2 separate regions of the Sus scrofa genome follow, and region 2 is linked to region 1. Evidence: chromatin contacts called from public HiChIP or PLAC-seq data. All regions are on one chromosome and are shown on one strand. The core of a region is the stretch at or near the end of the contact, and the rest is flanking DNA. Distances in the headings are between cores, read along the strand shown.

Region 1 (6,554 bases), core at 2,191-4,690:
CACATTTTCCCACTTTATACCTCAGGAGACCAAAGCTCAAAAAGATTAGTGGGAGTTCCCTTCGTGGCTCAGTGGTTAACAAATCCAACTAGGAATCATGAGATTTCAGGTTTGATCCCTGGCATCGCTCAGTGGGTTAAGGATCCGGCGTTGCCATGAGCTGTGGTGTAGGTTGCGGACGTGGCTGAGACCTGGCACTGCTGTGGCTGTGGTGTAGGCCGGCAGCAACAGCTCCGATTAGACCCCTAGCCTGGGAACCTCCATATGCCATGGGTGCAGCCCTGGAAAAGACAAAAAACAAACAAACAAACAAAAAAGGTTAGTGAATGCCTGAGGTTTGCCAGCATCGAGCCGCTCCAGGACTCACTGCAAACAGCAATGGTTCAGGAATCCCTATCTCTCCATTCTGGGGAAATGCTGGCTGCAAGGAAACACCCTTCCCCATGTGACTCTCTTGTTTACTGAAGATAAGGTGAGACACCGACCCTCCAGATGCCCCATTTTTGTATTGGAGTTAGTGGAATAGCTTGCCCCCACTGATCAATGGGAGCAAAATGCTTGTTAAGAGACAGCATGGTGACTACAGTTAGTAACACTGAATCGTACACTTGAAAATTGCTAAGAGAACAGATCTCAAGTGTTCTTGCCACACGTGCAAAGAAGTAACTCTGTGAGGTGATGGCTTTGTGAATTGCCTTGATTGTGTAATCATTTCATGACGCAACCCACTGTACACCTTAAATACATACAATTTTTGTTTGTTAATCATACCTTAGTAGTGCTGGGGGAAAAATGCTTGTTAACCAAACTTTGGTTGAGTTTCTCTCCTTCCTAGCCTGGTGAACTCCTCCCTGTAAAAGAAAATCCCTTTAGGCTTCCCCTGAGGCCCCACAGATCACATAGTCAGAGGTCCCCCTAATGCAAGCCCCTCCGTGTACTGCAACTCCTCTCCCTTCACCGTAATCCTTTCAAATAGTCTCTCCTTATCTAAGTCGGATTTGTTTTTTATTTTTAATTAACTTTTTTTTTTTTTTTCCTTTCTTAGCCTCTCCGTGGCATATGGAGTTCCTGGACCAGGAAGCAGATCCGAGTTGCAATTTCAACCTAAGCTGCCATCGCGGCAACACCAGATCCTTAACCCACTGTGCCGGGCCCCGGATTGAACCTGTGTCCCAGTGCTCCTGCCAATCCTGTTGAGCCACAGTGGGAACTCCTTGGATTTATTTTTTTACTTGACTTTCCTAATTATTATGCCAGCTGCCTATTTGCAGTGACACCAGCCCATGTGGGAAGGAGGGCTAGGCTAGGATTATTGAAAGGATTAAATGAGGTTTCAGCAGAGCGCTTATCTCAGGCCACACTCAAAATACTCAACAATGGGTGACTATGATCTTGACTACTACCATCTTCAGGTTGGGGATGTGGGGGTTCCCGGACTTGGTCTGAATTAAAAAAGGAATCCTGTCACTTCCATGAGTCTGCTCAAATGCACACAACCCAACAAATGTTAAACAATAAAAGTGGGAAAAGAGAAGGAAAGTCTTGAGTCCTGACCCTCTCTTCCAGCCCTACATAAAACTCAGTTTAGGAGTTCCCGTCGTGGCTTAGTGGTTAACGAATCTGACTAGGAATCATGAGGTTGAGGGTTCGATCCATGGCCTTGCTCAGTAGGTTAAGGATCCGGCGTTGCCGTGAGCTGTGGTGTAGGTTGCAGACGTGGCTCAGATCCTGTGCTGCTGTGGCTCTGGTGTAGGCCGGTGGCTACGGCTCCGATTAGACCCCTGGGATCCTCCATATGCCATGGGAGTGGCCCTAGAAAAGGCAAAAACACACACAAAAAAACTCAGTTTAGGTTGAAACAAGAAAGAATCCGCATAAAATTGGAAATAAAATGTTGACCAGGACAAGGATGACTTAGTAGATTTTTGAAAATTCACAGGCTGGAGTAGAAAGCCAACATCAGAATTATAAAACTACACAGAAATAAGAAACATGCTCATTATGAATGTTAAATGGCAAAAGCAGACAATGAGAAATATACGTAAGTGTGGACAAGACCCGCAGATAAAATGCCAAGCATGAAAGCATCGCAGGGGGATGAACATATAATTTCACAATTTCAATCTTTCAGTTACCCTCCAAAGCTCTAAGCCTCTATACTAAACAACTAACAGCACTCATCTCTGTGCATCTCCATTCCTCTGTGATGGTTCTCTGCATTGTTTGGATCTTTCTCACATCAGAAATAAATGGCTTCTGTGAGCAGAAAAAAATACTTGTTCCTTTATCTTTTTTAAGAAAGTGAAAATCTAGGAAAGAAACTCAGATTCTATGACATGTATGCATAGACCCCAGGGGGAAGCAGAATGTGTGGGAAACAGAGAATTAACTTCATCTAGGCTTCTCCTCGGTCCCAGTGACACAAGAGCAATGCTGATGCCTCGTCCGCTGGGGCCAGTTCTCCCTCCCGAGCTCCAAGGGCCCCATCCCCAACACTGCGCTTCACAGCGTTTCTTTTCCTGTCGTTGTCAGGAGGGTTGATTTGACCCTGTATTCCTCACCCACTTTTCATGATGAGCATCACGGTGTGTGGAGTGCGAAAGGATTTGCTGCGGCAACATGGATGGGCTGAGAGATTATCACACTAAGTGAAAAGTCAGAGAACGATAAATATTATATATCGCTTATACGTGGAATCTAAAAAATCGTACAAATGAACTTAGTGATGAAACCAAAACAGAGTCATGGACACAGAAAACAAATTTATGGTTACCAAAGGGGAAAGGGGGTATGGGAAGGGATAAATTGGGCGTATGAGATGAACAGATACATAGTACCATATACAAAATAGAAAACAAAAAGGATTTACTATCTAGCACAGGGGATTCTATTCACTAGCTTGTGAGAAACTATCATAGAAAAGAACTAAAAAAAGAATGCAGAAATATACATGTATAGATATTACCAAATTGCTGTACACCTGAAACTAATACAATATTGTAAATCAACTACGCTTCAATAAAAAAGAAAGGATTTGCAACCTCATTTACTTATTCAAGTAAAGAACATGATTTCAGGATTACAAACCCCAAAAGAGCCAGGTGGTGTGAAAGAACAGATGGTTAACTGCCCAAGTTTTTCTTGCCTGATTTGTATCCAGCTTTTAGGCAAAAAAAAAAAAAAAAAAAAAAAAAAAATCCAAAGACAGAGGAAGAGTTTCCAGAAAGGAGGAAGACACAATCCCTTCCAGAAGGGAGGGTAAAACTGGCTGTTCTCCTGACAGTCTGACTTGAACTTGTTCCTCCAAGTTTCAAGTTGAGCATGGTGAAGTTTCAAGGCAGAAATAAACAGTTGGAGTCCTTCACTAAACAAAGCACATGAAAAACCTAGCAACAACGATCCCAACAGCCTGCCGGAGCCACACTGAGAGCAGATGCTGTTACCACCCCGGGTTCTCCTCACTGCCTGCTTCTACCCCCATCATCGGCCTCTCCCTGGTCACTCTTAGTGGAGTCAACACCCAAACAAGTCTCACACCACCTCTGATTCCATTCAAATCTTGCTCTCAAGAGGGTTGGCTTTTCCTGCACCTTTAATGTATCTTTTTTCTTCCACCCCAAATGGCTGGATGTTTGTCAAGGGACCCACAATAAATCCCAGAATAGATGGTGTGTGGTGTGTGTGTGTATGTGTGTGTGTGTGTGTGTGTGTGTGTGTGTGTGTTTGTGTGTGTGTGTACACTAAGTAGGGACAGGGAATGAGAGAACAGAAGCGAGTTTATAAATACAGCTGCCAACATTTCTAAAACAATTGCGTCTTTATTTTTATCTCCTTCCCCTGACATTCAGCTCAGAGAAGGGCAACTGTTATTACTACCATGGCAGCTGCTACATACTGAAAGTCTCTAGGGGTCAGGTGCAGTGCTAGGGCCTTAGGCTCAGGATCTCTAAGCCTTACACGGACCCTGTAAGGTAAAAAAAAATCCCATTTTGCAGATAAGGAAATGGTAGCTTTCCTCCACCCACAGAGCCAGTAAGTCAAGTCAAATCCCACTGAGTCCTGGTCTGTGGGTTGGCAAAGCCCATGCTTGGCCAGTCTAGCAGCCACAACCCCCAGGGCAGAGCTGTTCGATTTACTGAATAAAAACACAGGATGCCCAAGGATGTCCCAAATATTGCATTGTTATATTTTTTAAAAAATGCTTTCATTCTTAGGATTAAGTGCTAAGGGATTCAGAGGCAAACTGTTGCGAAGTGTGCAAGTTACATTCAAATAAGTCAAGGAAAAGCATTTGCGAGAGAGTTGCAGTCACTATAGCAAGATGCTAATAACTGAATGTTGAAATGAAGTTTGAAGCGAATCAAAATATTTCACAGATGTACTCATTAAACTATTATTCATTGCTTATCTGAAATTCAAGTTTAACTAGGCATCCTCTCTTTTATTCTGGCAACCTACCCCCAAGAGACCATGAAACTGTGGAGGAACCATCATTTGGGCTCTGAGACCTTTCTGGGCCACTAGACAACCTGTAGCCAGAGAGCTGTCCACCTATACAAAATTAAAAATCAGAGAAAGGTCCCAAATCAGTTGTATCATGTGACTTGGGATACTGCAGAGCATAATGAATTATTCCAAGCATACTATTGTGTCACTACCATCAAAAGAAATACTGGAAAGATGGTCATGCTGGGTGATGAATCTGCAGTGTCAACAGCCAAATTCATCATTTGGACTGAAACACTGAACTTTTTCATTAACTAGCCAATATGTATATACTGAGTGCTTTCTCTGTGCCCAATGAGCATAGGCCCTGTTCTCAAGAAGACATTTTGCTGAGGACACAAAATTGATATCCGCATAACAGTGAACTTTTATGTGCAAGGCCCAAAGAAGGCTGATGCCTGAAATTATTTTTTTTTTCTTTTTAGGGCTGCACCCACAGCATATGGAGGTTCCCAGACTAGGGATCGAATTGGAGCTGTAGCTACTGGCCTACACCACAGCCACAGCCACACAGGATCTGAGCCACATCTGCAACCTACACCACAGCTCACGGCAATGCCAGATCCCTAACCCACTGAGCAAGGCCAGGAATCGAATCCGTAACTTCGTGGTTTGTAGTCGGATTCATTTCCACTGCTCCATGACAGGAACACCTTTTTTTTTTTTTTTTTTCTTTTTCTTTGATGCATGAAATTATTTGGATCATTTCAATTGAATGGCTCCATCCAAAAATCTCCATCTGGATACCTTATAGGCTCACCATCAATGTGATCAAAAACGGGCCTTAGGATTTTTCTCCTCTAATCAATCACTCAGTCCTACGGATTCCACCTCCTCTTCTCCACTTCTGTTCCTAAGCTCATTTCATCGCCCCATGGACGGTGGCAATACTGTTCAGCATAAAGTAATATTGAATACCTACTAGGTAACTAGATACCAGGGATTCTCCTAACTGTTTACTTCTCTCCCGTCTTGTTCCCTCCAAAGCCCTTACCCACCTCAGCTTTCAGACAGTTCCATCGAAACTGCTTATCAGGGAAGACATGCTCCCCACTGCTCCCAGGAGAAGACAAAGTCCTTGACCTGCCGTGCTAAACCGTGCCATGATCTGACCCCGCCCGTCACCTGCCATCCTCTGTCATTCCCCGCAGGCCCTTTGAACACCAGCGATGCTCAACTGCCCACCTTTCCCAGGTACAGGCTGCATTAGTTGCTTCTTTTTTTTTTAATTTTTATTTATTTATGTATTTATTTTAAACTTTTTTTTTTTTTTTAATGAGAGTTGCAGTGTTTATTTCAGGCTCTCTCTTGAGTTTTTTGGGTTTTTTTTTTTTTTTTTGTATTTTTTTTCTTTTTTGCCATACAGGCAGTATGTGGGAATTCCTGGGCCAGGGATTGAACCTACACCGCACAGCAGCAACCATTGTCACAGCAGTGAGAACGCAGGAGCCTCAACCCACCAGGCCATCAGAGAACTCCCTGCATTAGTTGCTTCTGCTGACAGGTGACATGACTTGGTAGAGCCACAAGACATGATGCCCAAGCCAGCCTGATCTTTCTGGAAGGTAGCACAGGAGGGCTGTTGAGCCAGCTGTCCTGGTATAAGCCATATCCAAAGAATAAAAATAAGCACTCAGGGAATTGCATTAGGCTTTGATGGGAGTAAGTAATACTTTAAGGAAACTTTCAGCCCTGAAGAGTATGCCTGGTTGTTCTTTTAGCTCAACAAAGTGCTACTTAATAATGAAACACAAATTCAGCATTCAGGTTGCCGTCTACATGGTCTACATTCACCCAGAATGACACAGACCAACTTTGAAAACCTGATCTAAGAGCATGTGGATATTCTCACTGGACTCCAGATGACTAAAACTCACCAACTATCAAAACACCAATTGGTTTGCATTATTTTAAATGTATCTTCCTGAAATTAAGCAAACTCATTGCAGACTCTTATAGCAATGTAAGTAATTTGCATTATTTACCTTTTTAAATTCTCTCGAGGTAAAAGAACTAAGCTGCCACTAACATTCTACCCTATTCTCTGA
Region 2 (6,554 bases), core at 1,447-3,946, 750 kb after region 1:
AGTTAACCATCGTGGACACCGTGGGCTTCGGAGACCAGATAAATAAGGATGACAGGTACATCTAGGGGTTTCGAGGGGATATAAATGGATGAGAAGGTAACAGGACCCATCCTGGGTAAAGGCAAAGACTAAGGGTTCGCAAGTTATGGGGCTTAGTCTCCTGTCCCCTAAAAGATAAGACATTCTTGTCCTCTGAGAAATTTTCTTAGAGTGTTCTTCAGGTCAGAATCAGCTCATGTGACTGATTCCAGCTACTGTAAGCAGAAAAGCGATTTGTTTGAAGGAATAAGCTAGCTTATGACATTTTTCCAGGAGTTACAGAGCTAGGTTTGAGGGCTTCCCCTCCTGGAAAAGCAATCTAGAGAAATTACCTATGGTTACCGAAACTCCTGCCACCAGCTAACTTATATAGTTCCGTGCCTGTGATGCTGGGGCAGGTCTCTAGAATCTCCACCAATCTGCCCCCCCACTATGAACCAGATGCTTTCACCCTTGCTTGCAAGAAGAAGCCCTTTCCCTGTGTTGTGGTCTCTGCCTTGTGTGGGTCACTCCCTGCATCTGTTTGACAGAAAGCAGACCACATCCAGAACACTGGCTGCAAGGGAGTCCAGGAAGTGTGGTTTCTGGGTTTTGTTGTTATTAATGCTGGGGTTAAAAAGGGGGGGGGGGCATGAAAAAGTAAAAGGAGTTTGGAATGAGCATTTGCCGTGCTCTCCTCGTCTCTGCAGCGGATCGGGATATTTGAATTAATCCCCAGATTCCTACAGAGCTGAATGAAGTCTCCAAGTGGACATGATTTTGCCCAAGAAGCCACAGCCTGGGATTGAGGAGACTGGGTTGCGGTCTGGGTTCTGCCCATGACCAGCTGCGGGCCCTCTCGCCCCTAAGGGAATTACACTAGTTCTTAGGTCTCTTCTCTTCTTAGGTGAGGTCTCAGGAAGCCTGGAGGAAGGGTGTGGTAATAATAGAGAGTTTGGCTGTGTTTTGGTGCCTTTGGCAACAGTGGTATCGGCTTCTAAAATCCCAGAGCGAAGAAAGCATTTTTATGAAAGATAAAGATTTTTGGAAGAAATCGTCATTCATTTCCAGCCAGCGCAGGATCTTAATATTGATGCCGTGGTGCCAGCACTGTGAGGCCTTTGTGGATTGTCTCCATCTTCCTGTAGGCTGCTTGGAGCTGGGTGGCCCGCTGGGCGCAGAATGGCCACATTGAGTCTGAATAATGATGGTGGTTTGAGTGCAGCCTACTGAGGAATTCAGGTCACTCTCTATCCAGAGAGGGCTTGGTAAGCGAATTAGATAATGCGTACAACAAACTTCTGTGTCGCTGTGGCAGAAAGACATCTTTAACCTGCTTAAGAAAGAAAATATCTTTTCAGAATTCTGGTCTAGTAGTTTGAGGAGAGAAGCCATTAGCTGTGAGTCAGTCTTGTGTAGTCATTCACTAAAGCTGCCTTACATAAACTCACAGATGATCTTATGATAAGATAATATGGTGAGGCTTTATTTGTATAAAAACATACGTACTCAGTGTATAAAGTCAAGCAAGTTTGACTTTTTTCCTCTGAAGTTGCTGTATGCCCTTATTTGAGGAAAGCTGCTAATCCTTAAAACTTCCTGGTACACACCCATATGTTAATCTCAAGATCACCCATCCTATCTCATGGTTATTTTAAATATATTTTAAGTATCTCCATTCATTCTTAAAAGAAGTTTGAGAGAGTTACAATGAAATTGTCCCTTGCTCAAAGATAATTCCAGAAGGAGGCTTCCAGAGACATTTTTGTTCAGTGACCACTTAAGGGGACTAAGACATCAGATCATTGAGTTACATTATGTTTGCTTAGGGCTCAGAAATTTCATTAGTACAGGTTTGTTTGTTTGTTTTCATTTTCCTCAAAACATGTGTATGTGTGTGTTTTGTAAAGAGGAATTTGAAGTATTTTTATCCAGAGCTGTGTATTAGCTAGATAAAATTTTAACTGTTTTTGATATAAATATATGGGTACACAGTAATGACAGAGAAATATTTAAGTCATGCTCTAGCTAAGCACTGAACTGTATTTTATCTATAGAACAATTTCAGTGCTCTTCCATACACATTGGCCTGTAGTAACAGGAGCAATTGTTAGCCAGAGTAAGAAGGATTTTATTTTGCATCTGTCAAAATGGACTGTCTGTACATTGTGTTGGAGCGGGGGACAGCTAAGCTCAGCCCCTGCAGCTGAGCAGTTGATCTTAATTTATGACCCCGATGCCTGCCTGAAGGCTGTTTCTAATGCCCAGTGAAACAGATGAAGACAGAGCCCGGTGACAAGCAGAAGAGCCCCAGTGCATTGTGGGAGCCAGGGAGGGAGCCAGGGCTCCCGGTCCTTGCACAGTCAGGTCTGCATCTCTGACCTGCGCCTGTTTCTCCCTGGGGTCGTGCACTCCCTGATGGGAAGACAGCGGCCTGACCTTCCCAGGCTGCCTTCCTGCAGGAGTGAGAACTGCCCTCTGGCATTTTGCTGCTGAGATCCCACGAGCTGTCCCAGCACAGAGTCGTGGCCTCAGCACTGCCGCAGCAATTTTACTTCTCCCCTAAACGGGGACTTTCCTGCAGTCTGGTAGGTTTTCACTCGCCAGCCCGGAACAGCAGGTGGCCAGTGCGGTGTGGAGCCACATATATGCAGCTGGAGGCTTCTTTAAGAAATTATCTGACTCATTCAGGGCAAATAATAGTTTCCAAGGAAACTTAGAAGAGAGGAAGTGTGATATTAACCTAACCTAGATACCAAATTTTTTTTTTTCTCCTGAAATTTCTTGACAGCTGTTGCATAACTTCTGTAAGTGGCATTTCGTACCCTGTGCCCCAGAAGGACTGGTGACACGGTTGACTATTAACCCACATGACCACTGCTAAAAAAAGTCATTACTCAGACAGGGTCTGCTTCCATCAAAAATTGGAAGGGAGATCTGCATTTTTGTATCAATATGTAAACATAAGGGAAGGATGCTGTTTCTCTAAACCCATGATTATTTTTACTACTTTGGGGATTAGGCAAGCTTTTCTGCCATCGATGCAAGACTTCAAGAATGTCCCAGTTTGTTTATGTAGGCTTCAGACATGTCAGCATTCCTGCATCATTATCTGCCTGGGACCAGGCTAGCTAGATGGAGGCAGGAAGAGCGATCTGGTGAGGTCTCCTGTTTTGCTTAAGAGCACCATTAACTCTTTGTGGTCTAAGGGCCTCCTTGTTTTGATGTCTGTACTCTTCTGTGAGGAAGGAAAGAGATCTGGGCCAAAAGAGGAACCAAGTTTTGCCCCAGTGCTTGAAAGAGAATTCATGTGCCCCACATTTGGGAGACAGGGCATCAGTGGCATTATTACAAAATATAAGATAATCAGCCCTGAAAAGCATGGATGATTGAAATCCACTGAGAGAATCCTCAGACTCACCAAGTCTTCATCAGAGTTGTAAAATGGTAATGGAGTGGACTGTTTGCTCTTTATTTTTTTTCAATTTTTATTTTATTTTTTAATTTTTTGCTATAGTTGATTTACAATGTTCTATTTCTGCTGTACAGAAAAGTGGCCCAGTCATCCATATATGTATATGTATATACACACATTCTTTTTTTTTCTTTTTTTTTTTTTTTTTTTTTTTTTTTTTTTTGCTTTTTAGGGCTGCATTTGCAGCGTATGGCAGTTCCCAGGCTAGGGGTCAGATCAGTGCTGCAGCTGCCGGTCTACACCACAGCCATGGCAATGCCAGATCCAAGCCGCATCTGCAACTTACACCGCAGCTCATGGCAAGGCCAGATCCTTAACCCACTGAGTGGGGCCAGGGATTGAACCCTCATCCTCATGGATACTAATCAAGGTTGTCACCACTGAGCCACAATGGGAACTCCCAATTTTTTGTAGTTTTTATGGTGGGAGATTCATGGGGGCAAGAAAAAGTGGTGGGTAAAAGGAATATCCTCATGCCTTAAAAGGAGATTGTGTGAAAATGTAAGGACTAGATCTGATTGGCACCCCACCCCCACCCCCTTCCTCTGCTTGATGGGGCTACAATCCAGAGAAGTTGGAATTGGGCAAACAGAATAGAGATAGGTATCCTTGCTGTAAGAATGGAAACCAGCAAAGGGCAAAATGGGAATGACGATCCCTTATCTTTATGACTTTGAATGTAGCTGACAAGCAGACAGGAGTAGGAGAGAAGGCAGAGAGTTGTGTTTAAAGGATGTGAAGGGAAGGACAGAGCCACTGGGCTGACTCCTCATTCATCACGAAGAAACTATTTCATCAACATGATTAAATCTTGAACACAGGGAATAATGATTTTGGTAAATAGTTCTCCTGTAAGACATCGATTTGTTTATAGTGACACAGGGGGTAAATGGATGAGATTTCTTGCTCGAAGTGTGGGAGGCAGCGAGGGGGTCTCCGGGTGGACCCCAGGGTTCTGAACCGGCCAGTGGTATAGATGGAGGCGCCATTTGCGGAGCTGAGGAGTGTGGGTGAGTGTAGGTTTGGGGACAAGAGGCAGAGTTTGATTTTGCACACATTTAGTTAGAAGAGCAAATGCTAGTATCTGGTAAGCATTTGGGTGAATTGGTCTGAAACTTGGGTGGAAGATCTGTTTAAGTGCAGTGTAGGAATAAATGTGATTTTTCCAAGGAAACGACATACAGGGAAAAGAAAGCGATTGAAAAGATTGGTCAGAAGTTCCCTGGTGGCTCAGCAGGTTAAGGATCTGGCGTTGTCCCCGCTCGGTGTGGGTTCTATCCCTAGCCAGGGAACTTCCTTGTTTTGTGGGCGTGGCCAAAACAACAAAAAGAAAGGGGCCAGAACTCCTTAACAGGGGAAGGCAGAAGGAAGCCCGAGGTGTAAGAGAACAAAAGATGTCTGGCTATTCTGACTGCAGGACAGGAAGCTTTCCTCACCAGGAAAGGACAGATGATATGCATCCTGAAATCTTGGAGGGTTGGAATCCAAACCAAAGGCAAAAAGAAAATTCACAGAAAGAAGAAAGTACTTGGACCTCCGTTGGGGGAGGTGCTGAAATGCTGGGGAGACAGGAGGGAGCAACCGCTTGTCAGCTGCTGTTCCTCCCTTGGGGCTAAGAGGGTGTGTGTGTGTGTGTGTGTAGGGGGGGGACCCTGACTCCCCCTGACACAAGCCTCAGGGTCGGAGCCTGGAAAGTCAGGCCCTGCACTCACAGGGCATGGGTGGCGCCAGAGTGGCCTGGTCCCCTGCCCTGCAGGCTGTGAGCTCATTGCACAACAGTTACCATGGAAGCAGGTCACTGTGAAGTTCCTCCCCCCCCAATCTTTTCAAAAGTCAGGCTTGTTTTTCTCTTGCTATTTATCATAATACTGTGAAATAGTTATACCTCATGCTTATATGGCAGTTCTTTATATATATTAGCTCACTTGCTTCTCACATGAGCTCTCTGATATAGGTACTATTTTTGTCCTTGATGTTACCTATGAGGAAATTGAGACACAGAGAGGTTTAGTAACTTGTCCAAAGTCACACAGCTAGTAAATTTGGAATTGGAGTTTGGGCTTAGGCGTTCTGGCTTGAGTCTATGCTTCTAACCACCATTTTATTTAACTATTCTCACATAATAATAATTATTACTATTGTTATGTAATACCTGCCTACATTTTCTAATTTTAAAATGTAGGAAAATCTTATTACTTGCTCATTCTTTTTGAAGTCAAAGTGGGATTTCTGTTGTAATGTTTAGAATTTTATTGAGGCACGTTCTACGTTTTCTTTGAACTTCTAGAGATTTTGTCTGCTTAAACTGAATCAATGGATTGTGATAAATCACCAAGGGAAAATATATGAAAACATTCTTCTTTCACTTTTGGTCATAAATTTTTGTTTTGTTTTTATTTATTTATTTATTTATTTTTTCGTTTAAGACATCTGCTGTCATCCTCATTATAAAAGATTTATAGGTCCCTTTCAGGGATTTCAGTTTAATTTATGGATCTGAGAGTTGAGTGTTGAAAGGTTTTTATTTTTCTTGAAGCTTAAATCATTCCTCAGCAAGGTAGTTAAGTTTGGGGGAAGAATTAACCCATTTTATTCTGAATGTCCCTTATCTCATTGCTGCTGCCGCTGACTTCTGCCCAGTCGCCTTGGAGGCTTTTCCGCAGTGACCTAATGTACTACTTAACCCCCGGAGAACCTCTGGTTTATTGGGTATAGAGTCCTAGTATGTCATTAACAGTTGTGTTTGTGGTCACTTAATAGAATCATGGGTCATTATCCAAAACAGATTTGAATTCTGACTTGGTGAGAAGAGAGGGTTACAGAGTTTACCTTCAAATTATAAAATTTGAAAGTTGTAAGGAATCTTGATGCTAATGGTCCAGGGACTTCAGTTTCTAGGTGAGGTCATGGCATGTGCGTGGCGGTGCAGGGACAGGGCTCAGGAGCACAGGGGCTGCCAGCAGGAGGTGAGGCCACATCCTGAAACTGAAGACCAGTTTCTTTCCTTTTTTATTTTTCTCCTTATTTTTAGGGCCGCACCGGCAGCAAATGGAAGGTCCCA

What was found. HiChIP or PLAC-seq counts read pairs in DNA pulled down with a chosen protein or histone mark.
Region 2: an H3K27ac HiChIP or PLAC-seq map of skeletal muscle shows a contact between it and region 1, with 3 times the contacts expected there. The contact joins two enhancer-like sites. A contact is called at or near these places in 2 of 2 datasets of contacts at active chromatin or transcription factors (alveolar macrophages and skeletal muscle).

The regions. Positions count from the first base shown.
Region 1 is chr8:71,892,406-71,898,959 of Sscrofa11.1, forward strand. The region is part of intron 1 of SCARB2 (scavenger receptor class B member 2); the gene reads right to left. Among named protein-coding and RNA genes, the nearest start is that of SCARB2, 15 kb to the right of the region's middle. Within about 2 kb of position 3,441, at least 16 of the 83 cell types and tissues checked have an H3K27ac peak or open chromatin away from gene starts, as enhancers often do. A contact at or near this core is called in skeletal muscle, where this site is marked.
Region 2 is chr8:72,647,900-72,654,453 of Sscrofa11.1, forward strand. SEPT11 (septin-11) reads left to right here. Exons shown (of 11, transcript XM_021101474.1): 4 at 1-55. Among named protein-coding and RNA genes, the nearest start is that of CCNI, 68 kb to the right of the region's middle. Within about 2 kb of position 2,697, at least 52 of the 83 cell types and tissues checked have an H3K27ac peak or open chromatin away from gene starts, as enhancers often do. A contact at or near this core is called in skeletal muscle, where this site is marked.